2 separate regions of the Gossypium hirsutum genome follow, and region 2 is linked to region 1. Evidence: chromatin contacts called from public Hi-C data. All regions are on one chromosome and are shown on one strand. The core of a region is the stretch at or near the end of the contact, and the rest is flanking DNA. Distances in the headings are between cores, read along the strand shown.

Region 1 (6,108 bases), core at 1,868-4,367:
GAAGAACAAACTCAACAACCTCAAGAACAAGTGCAATTAAAGAGGTCCACAAGAGAAATGAGAAATGCTATTCCAGATGATTATGTTGTATTTCTCCAAGAACATGAGGATGATAATGGAATGATGGAAGATGATCCAATCAACTTTCATCAGGCCATGAAAAGTTCTAATTCTCAAAAGTGGATTAATGCCATGAAAACTGAGCATAAGTCTATGCAAGACAATAAAGTTTGAAAACTTATCCTATTACCTGAAGGTGCAAAACCAATTGGTTGTAAATGGATATTTAAAACCAAGAGGGATGCAAATGGTAATGTGGAGAGGTATAAGGCGCGTCTTGTAGCTAAAGGATATACTCAGAAAGAAGGTATTGATTTTACAGAAACTTTCTCTCCAGTTTCATCGAAAGACTCCTTTAGGATAATCGTGGCGCTTGTTGCTCATTTAGATCTTAAGTTACATCAGATGGATGTTAAGACTGCATTTCTTAATGGCGACATTAAATAAACAATTTATATGGTGCAACTAAAAAATTTTGAGTAGGAAGACTCAAAGAATATGGTTTCCAAATTGACAAAATCCATCTATAGACTCAAACAAGCTTCCCATTAATGGTACCATAAGTTTCATCAAATAATTGTTTTGTTTGGATTTGAGATGAATATTGTTGATGATTGTGTGTATCACAAATTCAATAGGAGTAAGTATATATTTTTGGTTCTATATGTTGATGACATTTTGCTTGCCGCAAATGATATATGCTTATTACATGAAATGAAGAGGTTTTTGTCTAAGCATTTTAAGATGAAAGATCTTGGGAATGCCTCTTTTGTTTTAGAAATTCAGATACACTGAGATCGATCTCGGGGTATTCTTGGATTATCACAAAACATATATATCGATAAAGTACTCAAAAGGTTTGGCATGCAGAGTTGTAAACTAGGTGACACCCCTGTTGCTAAAGGAGACAAATTTAGTCTTACTCAATGCCTTACAAGTAATCTTGAAATTCAAGAAATGAAAAAGATTCTCTATGCATCAGCTGTTGGGAGTTTAATGTATGCTCAAGTATGTTTGCGTCCGAACATTGCGTACATTGTTGGGATGTTAGGCAGATATTTAAGCAACCCTGGTATAGACCATTGGATAGCAGCCAAAAGGGTTATGAGATATCTTCAAAGAACAAAAGATTACAGCTTCCTTATAAGAGTCAGATCTTTTGGAGGTCGTAGGGTATTTTGATTCTGATTTTGCTGGGTGTTAAGATAGTAGGAAATCTATATCAGGCAATATTTACCTGTTACCTGGAGAAGCTATATCTTCAAAAAGTGTCAAACAGACACTTGTAGCTTCGTCCACTATGGCAGCAGAGTTTGTAGCGTGCTATGAAGCATCAAACCATGGAATATGGTTGAGAAATTTTGTCACAGGACTGCGAATTTTGGAGAATGTAGAAAGATCATTCAAATTATTTTGTGATAATAAGTCAGCAGTGTTGTATTCCAATTACAACAAGAGTTCATCTAAGTCAAAACATATTGACATAAAGTTCCTAGTTGTAAAAGAAAGAGTGCAAAATGGTCAAATATCCATAAAACACATTGGGATAAACTCCATGATAGCGGATCCGCTCACAAAAGGTTTACCACCCAAGGTCTTTCATGAGCACAAAACTTATATGGGTGTTACATTGTTTGAGGATATCATGATTTAGTGGGAGTTTATATTTTATTTGCTTTATGTTTGTTTCCAGACATTTATGTATTTGGTTATTTTCTGATCAGAAATGAAGTATTTAGTTTATTCACTCTGTTTATTATTTTGAAACTAACCTCATTTAAGTTTAAAGAGGACTAGTTAGAAATAGACATGTTTAGATCATATTGTATGTAATTTTCATGCCACACATCCATACTTGATCTATGTCATTTGGTTGTGTTAATATGTGTGATCATAGATGGATTTAGTTATGATATATGTAACGAAAGTTGCCTTGGTTCTATGTTAACATAATTAATGGACGAGATTGTTCGAAATACCTTCTGGATATGATAGTAAAATTTTGAGCCCATAAGGTTATATAATGACATGTAATTATAGAGTAATTAGTATATATATGTGGTCCAAGTGGGAGGTTGTTGGAAAATATGGACATCACATATATAATAAAAGTAATTACATGTTATTATTTACTATCATGATAGGTTAGCCCAAATTAAAAGTGATCTAATTTGGTTAGAATTTTATTGGGATTTAATTATTAAATAAAGTATGGGTCAAATATGTATAGATACTCTAATAATTGAGTTCTAATCAAATTCTAATTAATGATGGGTTAATTAGAATTTGATTCGAACTAATATGCCAAAGTAAATATTTCGGTTATGGTCCCCAAATTATACACAATATATCTTTTCTAATATCACATCCTTAGGAAAGAGAGAGCAAATATTTTCTGAGTTTTCTTGTGTGTTAATTTGGAAGATCAAATCCCCAAGATCCAGAAAAATTTCAAAGAATTCATGGATTCAAGTACTTTTCCGCATTCAGTTTTATTCTTGATTTATTCTTAAGGATTTGACATGATAGATCTTAGTTTATTAAATTTTATTTTAGATTTATTTTACAAATCTAACAAGTGATTCTTGAATATTAGAGATGTAACGATGGTGTTGATGGTGAGTCCAAAAATTTGAAAGTGTCAGCAAAGAGGTTAGAAGAGAGCTTATTTTTAGAGTTGCAAAGCTGCAAAGTTAATAGATTGAAGAAGATAAGAGGAAAATGTGTCCCACGTCCAAATATCACAACAACCATATTTCTTTAATATGAAGTTGAAAAATGTTTTGGAATTCTAGAAATTGCTATGAAAAAATTAAAGAAAATTTATTTAGGGGTTTTATATCAGTTTGGATAAGAGAGAAGAAAAATGAATGCAAGACAAGGGCAGATGAAGATGTGTTTTAAGAACGAAGTTTATAGAAGAGTTAAATTTATTGAATTATTTAGAATTAAAATTAATCTGAAAAAATGTACAAGTGATGAGGACTATACTAAGTAAAATAAGAAAGCCAAAAACGCGATTTCAAGCTACAAGGCCCATTACCGTTTAGGAATGTGGAACAGGGAAGGATCCGTCAGTCAAGGAGCGAGGAATATGGTCTGCTTTTGTCTGGCTTGCTGGGACAACCCGCAAATTGAATATGGTCTGCTTTTTCTTCAATTGTTATATTTTGTTGACGTTAATTGAATTAGACATCCATTTGACTCGCTGAAGAAGGAAACTATGAACTGGATTCCCTCTTAATAAAATGTTTTTTTCCTATATACAAACACGTTTCAGTAAAGTCCTAACGACCAGAAATTGATTTTCTTATCAAAACCCGCTACATATTTCAACCTAAATGGGATACAACGGATTAGAAGAGATAATAAATTAAATAAAGAGTTAAAATGATTTTTTTTAAAGTTGAAAGTCCAACCTGAAATATTTATATCCAAGGTTTTGAGTTGAATATAGAAATAACCCTTTATGATGTAACCACGCAGTTTATCAATGAAAATCTGATATTGTTGTATCTGGTGTGTGTATGGGACCCTATACTGTAAAAAAGAAAGCAGGTTTGGGATCAAATTTGTAGTTTCAAATCGTTAACTGATAATATACCTTGGTTTCTCATTGGGGATTTCAACCAAGTTGTTGATAAAGGACCAATCTTTGGAAGAAAGTGTATTAACACTTGCGGTCTCATTGAGCTAATCCCTATAGGACAAAAGTCAGCTGAACGGGAAAGGTGATGACCAAATCTGGGAAAGAATTGATAAAGCCTTTTACAACTTGCCTTGCCTTGAGCCTATTATCCAATCAAATCATGGAGCGCTCGTTTTTAATACAGAATATTGTCTCTTCAATGGTATAGATTTGAAGCAATGTGGCTCTTGCATTCTCAAGAGAAAAACAAACTGATTAGTGCAAGGGTTACTAAATTATGGCACTGCATCATCTCATCTGAAGCGTAAGCAGCCGAATAATGGTATTACTTTTAATATTTGTGCTTGTCTTAAGTGGGAGATTCTATCTCATATCTACATAAGAATAACACTTATAGTGAAAACAATTAACATGTGAATAAATCAGTCGAAGGGAAGGAGTTTGAACTCATTCTCAAATTATTTTTTTTAATTTTTTTATTTTTAGATGATATTTGTAATTTCATATTTTCTACAAAAATATTTTTAAAATATAAAATACTGAGTGCAAACCAATTTGTAACATTTTTTTTAAAACATTTTTTTAAGAGATATATATTTAATTTTCCTCTATGTATTTTATGCATATATTCATATTATGGAATTACATGTAATAGTAAATTAGAAGTTTATTAGTCCAAATATTTTAATTAATTATTATGATCATGATAGGTGGTGAATAAAATATAAAATTTAAGTTCAAAATTAAATATTCGATTATAGCCTCAAAATAATGTTCACTATTTACACATTATCGTTGTCAAGTTATAATTATAACAAAACAAATTCTTTAACAAGTATCCCACGAAAAAGTGTGTGAATGACTTCGGCTAATTATCTTCGACTCACTAGTTACTAAGTTACTAATATAAGGCAAAAGTCAATTAATCAAATAAAGCACATATCAATAATAAGTGAGCTAAATGTAAATACCATAAAGATATTTCCACAACCATGAGTTATAGTGTAGTGATTACTCGTCTCATTCCTTAACTTTGAGATTAAGATTTGATCCCCACCTAATGGAATGAAGCAAATTTCATAATTAGTTGTTTACATTTTTGGAAAGCACGCTTGCAGCTAGAGAATTAATCACTTCTACCAATATTGAATATCTTGATTTAAAAAAAAAAAACATGTTTCTACTATTCAACCTGTGATGGCTAAGCGGAATACAGAAAATCTATATTTTCACCAATTGACATTAATTACCTGAATCAGCCCATGTAGTTAAGCCTTTAAAAACAAAAAAGTTGAGCCTGAATCTTTTGACCAGTTGGGCCTGACCTTCATTTCTGAAATTTTAGTCTTATTAGTATTGATTTTAACTGTCATTGCCTGGTTAAAGTAATGATTTTAACCTTGTAGGCATTACATTTATCCATACTAATGAACCAACTGATTTTGATATAATAAAAACATTTGAAAGTTTATTTAATAAGGAATCAGGTTCTTTTGTAACGGTTCTCCTTCTTTAATGGTAATCATCTAGATGATTTCTTCAAAAAAACAAACATGAAATTTTCAAATTATTTATATTTATAAATCTTTTTTTAATAAAATAGTTTTTTTTCAAAAACTAATTTAAATATGAAAAAATATATAAAATGTATATAAAATATTATACAAACAGTTAAAGTTGGAATAAAATTTAAGAAGTTTATATACTATTCATATAAAAAAATTAATTTTTAAAAAAGCATTATAAAAGTTTAAAAATGATTTTTTTATGAAAAATAATTATAAAATGATTAAATATTATTTTCATTTTTACACACAATTATCCAATATATCACATGAGTATGCAAAAATTATGAAACACCACGGCGTGAGTAAGAGAAAACTTATGTAAAAAATTTTAATTATAAAACATTTATATTAAAATCAAGTAAAATTTTTATAAATAATGTGTTTTAGATTCAAATCTCATCACGGTAATATTTGAAAAAAGATAAAAATATTCTTACATTAATAATTATTACTTTATAAACAAAAGATTTAATTATTTTTGTAAGAAAAAAAAACATTATGTTTTAAAAACAAAAAGTTGAAAAAGTAAAACATGTGAAATTATGTTAATGTATTCAAAAATTATAAAAGTCAAAGTTATGACTAAAATAGGGAACATATTAACTCCTAGTAAAAGAAAACTGAATGGAACATAAAAATGCTATTTTACGACTAGTAAACTGCAAATGGAGAATGGTTAGGTACTTGTCATACTCATTCAATTAATATTCTACATCCATACCCATATTCAATAATGGTTAATTTGTTGTTTTTTTCTTCCCATTATTTATTTATTCCAAACCTTTTTTTTCCTTTTTTAAAAATACGTATCTTAAATAAAATCATTAATAT
Region 2 (6,108 bases), core at 2,656-5,155, 74 kb before region 1:
ATCATGGAAGTACCAATGAGCGTTATTGCTCAGAGTATAGTTTGGTTATTCCGTGCGCAAGTATAGGTAAATCTCAAGGTTACGAGAAGTGATTCTAGCATCTAGCTAGTGATCCTTGACTCAAACAAAGTTTGTATAGTCCCGTTTTGTTAAACATATGTCATGTACTTAGATTGAACCAGTTTTTGGTATAATATAAGATCATGTTAATATTTGAAGCTAGATTTGGCATCTTGGAAATGGTCAAATGGTTAGATTGTCTATTTGAGTTTGCACGAGGTTAGAAATGCATGAAATGATGCTATATTTATAGCTTATTTGAGTATGTATATATGTCAAATGTTTTAAATGGTTAACATCATGAAATTAGCTTATTCGTTGAACGGAAATGATGAAATGGTTGTATTGCATATATATATATAAGGTATTATTGTTTAGATTTGAACCTATCAGATATGTGTTTTGGTTGGAAAAGTGAATGGTAAGTGATTTGGTTTGTTTTAGCAAGTGCAAGTTGGAACCATTTTGAATCATTTGCAAACAGACAATCACATAGCGACGTCGAGCCCATGTCATTACAACAAGACCTAGTCTGTAAGTTGCGTCGCGAGAAACCCTAAAGTTGAGACATCAATTCGATATTTTACAAACTTTACAATTTGGTCCTAATTTGACTTCGAGTCAGTAAAAGAGCTTTCATAAGCTTGTATAAGACTGAAAATGATTATGTATCATATTATGGATGTGTATATACTTATTTACAGGTATAAATAGTTGCATTGCATATGAATTTAATTGTAGTTGCTTCGGCAACGAATATGACATCCCATAATTCGGACCTAGCGATCGGGTCGAGTATGGGGTGTTACACGAGGACTGGATTTTATAATTCGAAAAGCACATGGTTTAAAAATGATAAGTTAAAGTATATGGCTAAATCACAACTTTCGCAAAATAGTCCCTGAACTTGATAAATGATTACACATTGGGCCTAAACTTTAGGGTTTTTAAAGAAATATTAAGAATTAATTTAGACACAAAAAAGTCTAAACCCCAATATGAAAACAATTATTAAGTCATGGATTAACTTAGACAAAAAAAGTTTAACTCTTAACGAGGGAACACTAACAAAGTTCAAGAACTAACTTATATAAAAAAAGGTTCAAACCTAGTAATTCACAAATTCAGACCCAAATATAAAAATATAATTAAAGTTAAAAAATGAAATATATAATTAAAATGTATATAATATAAAAATATTCTATTAATGCATAAATACCTCAACACCACATTAACTTTATTGAAATCTAAACCTCTTAATGAGATTCAGAATTCCAAAATAAAATAGTACTGTACACGAAAGGTTCGATTCAAATGCATTCATTGGTAGTCATTAAGCTAGTTTCCTCAACATGCTGAAGCTTGAAAAAGATGGGGAAAACAAACATGGCGAGAAACAAAAACTAGAAATTAAAAGGAAAAAGGAAAAAACGAACCCGGGGGGGGGGTTAGAAAACAAATTCTAACAAATTTTGTTCTTGTTAGTTTTTCTCTCACTGACATATTTCTTCCAGAAAGCTGCAACTTCCCTTTGGGTCTCAATAGCAGTCTTCTTGACGACGGTGCCACTTTTGGCCTCCTCCTCTTCAGCCATAGCCAGTTTGGCATTGACCTTTGCTGGGAGGGTGTCGAGCTCATGGAGCACTTTTTGGATGTCAATGACGATACGCTCGGCTAAGGTGCGGGAGAAGTCCTCCCTGATCACAACACGGAGCACAGTGATGTGCTGTGCATCGGCTGGCATGGTGTAGGCTGGCACGATCCAACCGAAGCGACGCAACATCTCCGATATCTCGAACTCGTCATGGCGCTTGTTGTCTTTGAGGGAGAAGGCCACCAGTGGAACCCCATTGTCCTTTGATACGATGTTAAAACGCCCTGTTTTCTCCAATCCTTCTTTAAGGACTATGGCGTTTTCATGACAGTTCTCCATCACATTTCTGTATCCCTGTAATTCAAACACCCTTCATCATATTATTACTAGATTTAATTTGTGCAAGCTCGCACCAAACTTGCATAGTATTGTTCTATAAAATGAATTAGGCTCAAGTCTCTATATGCATATCATAGGAGCTTAAATCTCTCTATCACAAGTATGGGGCTTAAATCTCACCTCATATCCCAAACGGATTAGTTGGTAGTACTGAGCAATGACTTGGCTAGAACCTGCAGACAAACATAACACGATTTCAGTGTTGGTTTTGAGATATATAAATTTGTATATATACATGTTGGAACTGGTCAAAAACAATAGTGTGGTTAGTTTGCGAATGAAGGAAATTGGATTGGAAAAGTGACCTTTGGAGAAATTGAGAGTGAAAGTTGGTTGATCAGCTCCAAGATAGTTAATATGGAAAATGAGTTCTTCAGGTAAGTCTTCTTTGCTCCTCCAGATAACCCAACCAATTCCAGCATAAACAAGACCATATTTATGCCCACTAACATTAATACTCTTCACAAGGGGGAGCCTGAAGTCCCACTCAAGTTCTGGGTACAAAAATGGCGCAATAAATCCACCACTAGCTGCATCAACATGAATTGGGGTATCCCATCTGTACAAAGAGATTTAAAAAAGGTGATTAATATATGAAACTTAGCACCTCAAATTTCAGATTATTATCAAGTTTACGTCGCTGGAAAAAGATATGATATGTTTACCCAGTTTCTTTGTTCTTTTCAATTAAAAGATCGTTTAGAAGCTTGACATCTTCAAATTCTCCATTGAGGGTTGAACCCAAGATTGCAGCTACACAGATGGTGTTTTCATCAACCATTTCCACTGCTTTGACAGGGTCCATCACATAGTACCCTTCTCTAAGCTTCACTTCTTTCAACTCCACTTCAAAGTACCTTGCAAATTTCTCCCAGCAAACCTGAACATTGGCTCCAGTCACGATATTCGGCTTTTCATAAGGTTTGCCTTCAGCCTTACGCTTGTTTTGCCATTTTCTCTTGAAAGCAAGGCCAGCCAACATGATTGCCTCCGATGACCCAACTGTTCCCACACCAACTGCTGCCTCTGACTCTCCCAATGGTGCGTTGAAAAGATGTGCTATCATGTTCACACAACGATTCTGCATCAAAATCAACCATTCGGATCATGTTTCATTCATAGATTACAATGGTAAAACTGACCATTCAAGTGTTTAGACTTTTAATTTTTTTTCTTGATATATAGGGGCAAAAACAAGAACATCTTTTGGGTCTCTTGTTCATACAAATGAAATCTAAAGAAGAAATGAGAAAAAGTAGAGATCTATATACATATGTACCTGAAGCTCAGTGGTGACAGGGTATTCATCCATGTCAACGTAGTTCTTGTTAATGGAGTCCATTATAAGCTTATCACATTCAGGCTCCATCCATGTAGTAACAAAAGAGGCAAGGTTCAACCTTGGGTTGCCATCAAGCATCAGTTCATCATTGATGATCTGATAAGCAGCCTCTTTTGGTATGGAGTTTTCTGGCATTTTGAACCTGGGCAGTGAGGTTCGGACATAACGAGAGGCAAAAGTGGAGTGAACTGAGACATCAGTTTCAGATGCTGTCTTAGATAACACCATGGTTTGATGTGTTTGAGAAATCAAAGAGGGATGGAAGATATTAGTGTAAGGCTAATGCTGTTGTTGTTGCTTGGTGAAGGAGCTTGGAGAGACAAATGGTATTTATAGGGAAGCTCAGGGCGTGTCGGCCTAGATGTCAAAGGAAACCAGCGCCACGCTGTTTAGACGCTCGGTCCTGGTCCTATACATGAACTCATAGTGCTTGTTTCAGCGCTCATTGGCTAAACCTATTCAAATATGGCTCATTTCCGGTTTCCCAGGTATGGGATCTTTCCTCTCATTGCGCAAAAAATAAAAAATAAAAAATAAAAAAAATTAAATGATTACAAATACAATGTACATGCTTGAATAATTATTTGATTTGGGTTTATTCAAAAAAAAGAAACTAGTTTGATTTGGGTGATGTTGTTTAGTGTTATTTTATATTTTTATCTTTCTTTAATATATATAAATAAAGGTATCCTCCCTTCAAAATAAAATAAAAATAAAAATAAAAATAAAAAACATTCCTTTATTAGTGGATGATTAATTTTATTAATAGCTTTCCAAGTTGGCCTAAAAAGTATAATTGAAATTGAGATGTAAAGCTGCAACCCAATAATGAAGTTGCCATAAAAATTATATATCTTTTTTTTATTATAAATCAAAATTTTATTTCACTCAAATTAAATTATTTTAGGATGAAAATAGAGATTGGTTTTTTCCATTGCTTCTCAAATCAGTGTTGAGGAATATGTCTCAACGTCAAATTTAATAAATGAACGAGTCTTACGCGTCTCATAAGAAGATGGATATATTAAAATAAAACTTTGACATCCAAACCAGCTGCACTGCACATGCAGTTGTTCTTGTCTTTAATTTTAATATTTTATTTATATAAGTTTGAATTAGTCAATAATTAGCTCCCAAAAGCTATTGTTTTTATTATGATACTGACATGTATTAATATCATTATGCTTTAGTTATCTTTTAAATTATTTTTATAATTTAAAATTTTAGTTTTAATAATATATATTAATATACACACAAAGATACCTCTAACAATATATTTATATGCCAAAGGATGTTAAATTCCGAAAAAAAAAGTTAATTAATTAAATATGTCATCTTTTTTAAATTTAAGAAAATAAATTATTTTTGGAGAAAATATAAAAGTATTCTCAACTAAACGCGCTTTCACACTCTCTCTTCAAGCGATCTATTTTTCTTCCTATTTTATCAATTAATATTTTTTAACATATTTAATTAATTTAGTAAAATAAGAAATCTAACTCATTTCAATAATAATAATCAATTGATGTGTGATTGTTTCTTTGGCTTGGCATATGCTCTAGTTTCCTTCTCATTCCAATAATAATAATAATCAACCAATCAACTTAATTCCTAAGTTCAACTCGATTTTAAATGCTAAACAATTCACAAACCAAAAGCTGACAGATAGATAAGTAAGAATTTTTAACAAATTGAAGTCCAAGGCCATATTTTTCAAAATAAAACAAGGATTATTATTCTATTCATTTTCGTTGGAGTAAAAGTACTTCACAAATGGGTTTAGAATAGAGTTATTTATTTTTTAACGTATAATAAAATAATAATTAAATAAATCAAAAGGATATTTGGTATTATTTTCAATTTGTTTGTGGAGTTTTTTTACTATTTCATTGATAGTGAATAAAATAATTATTCATAAAATAAAATTAGTAATGTTTTGGAGAAAAAGTAAATTGCTCATAAAAATAATTAACACAAAATATGACAATCACTTGAGAATAAAATTCCTTTTTTGTGTGTGTACAAAAACAAAACAATTGAATTAAATTATATTAAAATGGGCAAAAACATCACTTGCTTTATCAAAGTAAAGGATTACTAGCATTTCTTCAGGAGGATCATTGAACACCTACAAGTGACATGCATCAAAAGTTGATGGTTACACCTGACCAAAGTAGAACTCGATGCAACCAATGGAGTGTCTTGGGGAACCTTGATCACCTTGACCACATTGAAAAAGAACCAGACCATTCAGAATACCCCATAATTCAACATCAAAGACTGAACATTGCCCCAAATAACGATTGTACCCCAGAATCCAATCTCCATTTCTTTCCTCCTTCATACCATACTTCGAGCGTAAGACACAAACCCATATGTTGAGGCTATATTATAGTCAAGTTTCAATAGAAAAAGAGGTGTTTTGATCCCTCAACTGCCTAAAACCAAGACCACTATATGAGCGAGGTTGACAAACTAATTCCCAACTAACTAAAGCCATAGTCCTTCTACCATTCAAGAAAACCCAAGTAAATTGTCGAACCATACACTCTATCTCCTTACAAATTCCCTTAAGCTTCATCATGCATTGCATGCAATAACTGAGTATAGTCAAAAGGACTGATTGTGCTAAAGTAGCTCTACTGGTTAGAGATAATCGCCTGGCAACCCAACTTTGCAACTTGCTGCGGACCTTTTCCACCACAAATTGTAA

What was found. Hi-C and Micro-C count contacts between places; a contact is called where the count stands out from the background.
Region 2: a contact with region 1 is called in a Hi-C map of leaf, with 4 times the contacts expected there. The contact joins the promoter of LOC107918105 here to the enhancer-like site in region 1. A contact is called at or near these places in 17 of 34 Hi-C or Micro-C datasets (anther, fibers, hypocotyl and 3 more).

What each region holds. Positions count from the first base shown.
Region 1 is chrA12:92,521,425-92,527,532 of Gossypium_hirsutum_v2.1, reverse strand. No RefSeq gene overlaps it. Among protein-coding and RNA genes, the nearest start is that of LOC121211444, 11 kb to the right of the region's middle. Within about 2 kb of position 3,117, at least 5 of the 9 cell types and tissues checked have an H3K27ac peak or open chromatin away from gene starts, as enhancers often do. A contact at or near this core is called in hypocotyl and leaf, where this site is marked.
Region 2 is chrA12:92,596,267-92,602,374 of Gossypium_hirsutum_v2.1, reverse strand. LOC107918105 (glutamate decarboxylase) reads right to left here and starts at 3,905. Exons shown (of 5, transcript XM_016847618.2): 1 at 3,333-3,905; 2 at 2,719-3,134; 3 at 2,359-2,612; 4 at 2,174-2,226; 5 at 1,247-2,008. The coding sequence starts at 3,623. The coding sequence ends at 1,523.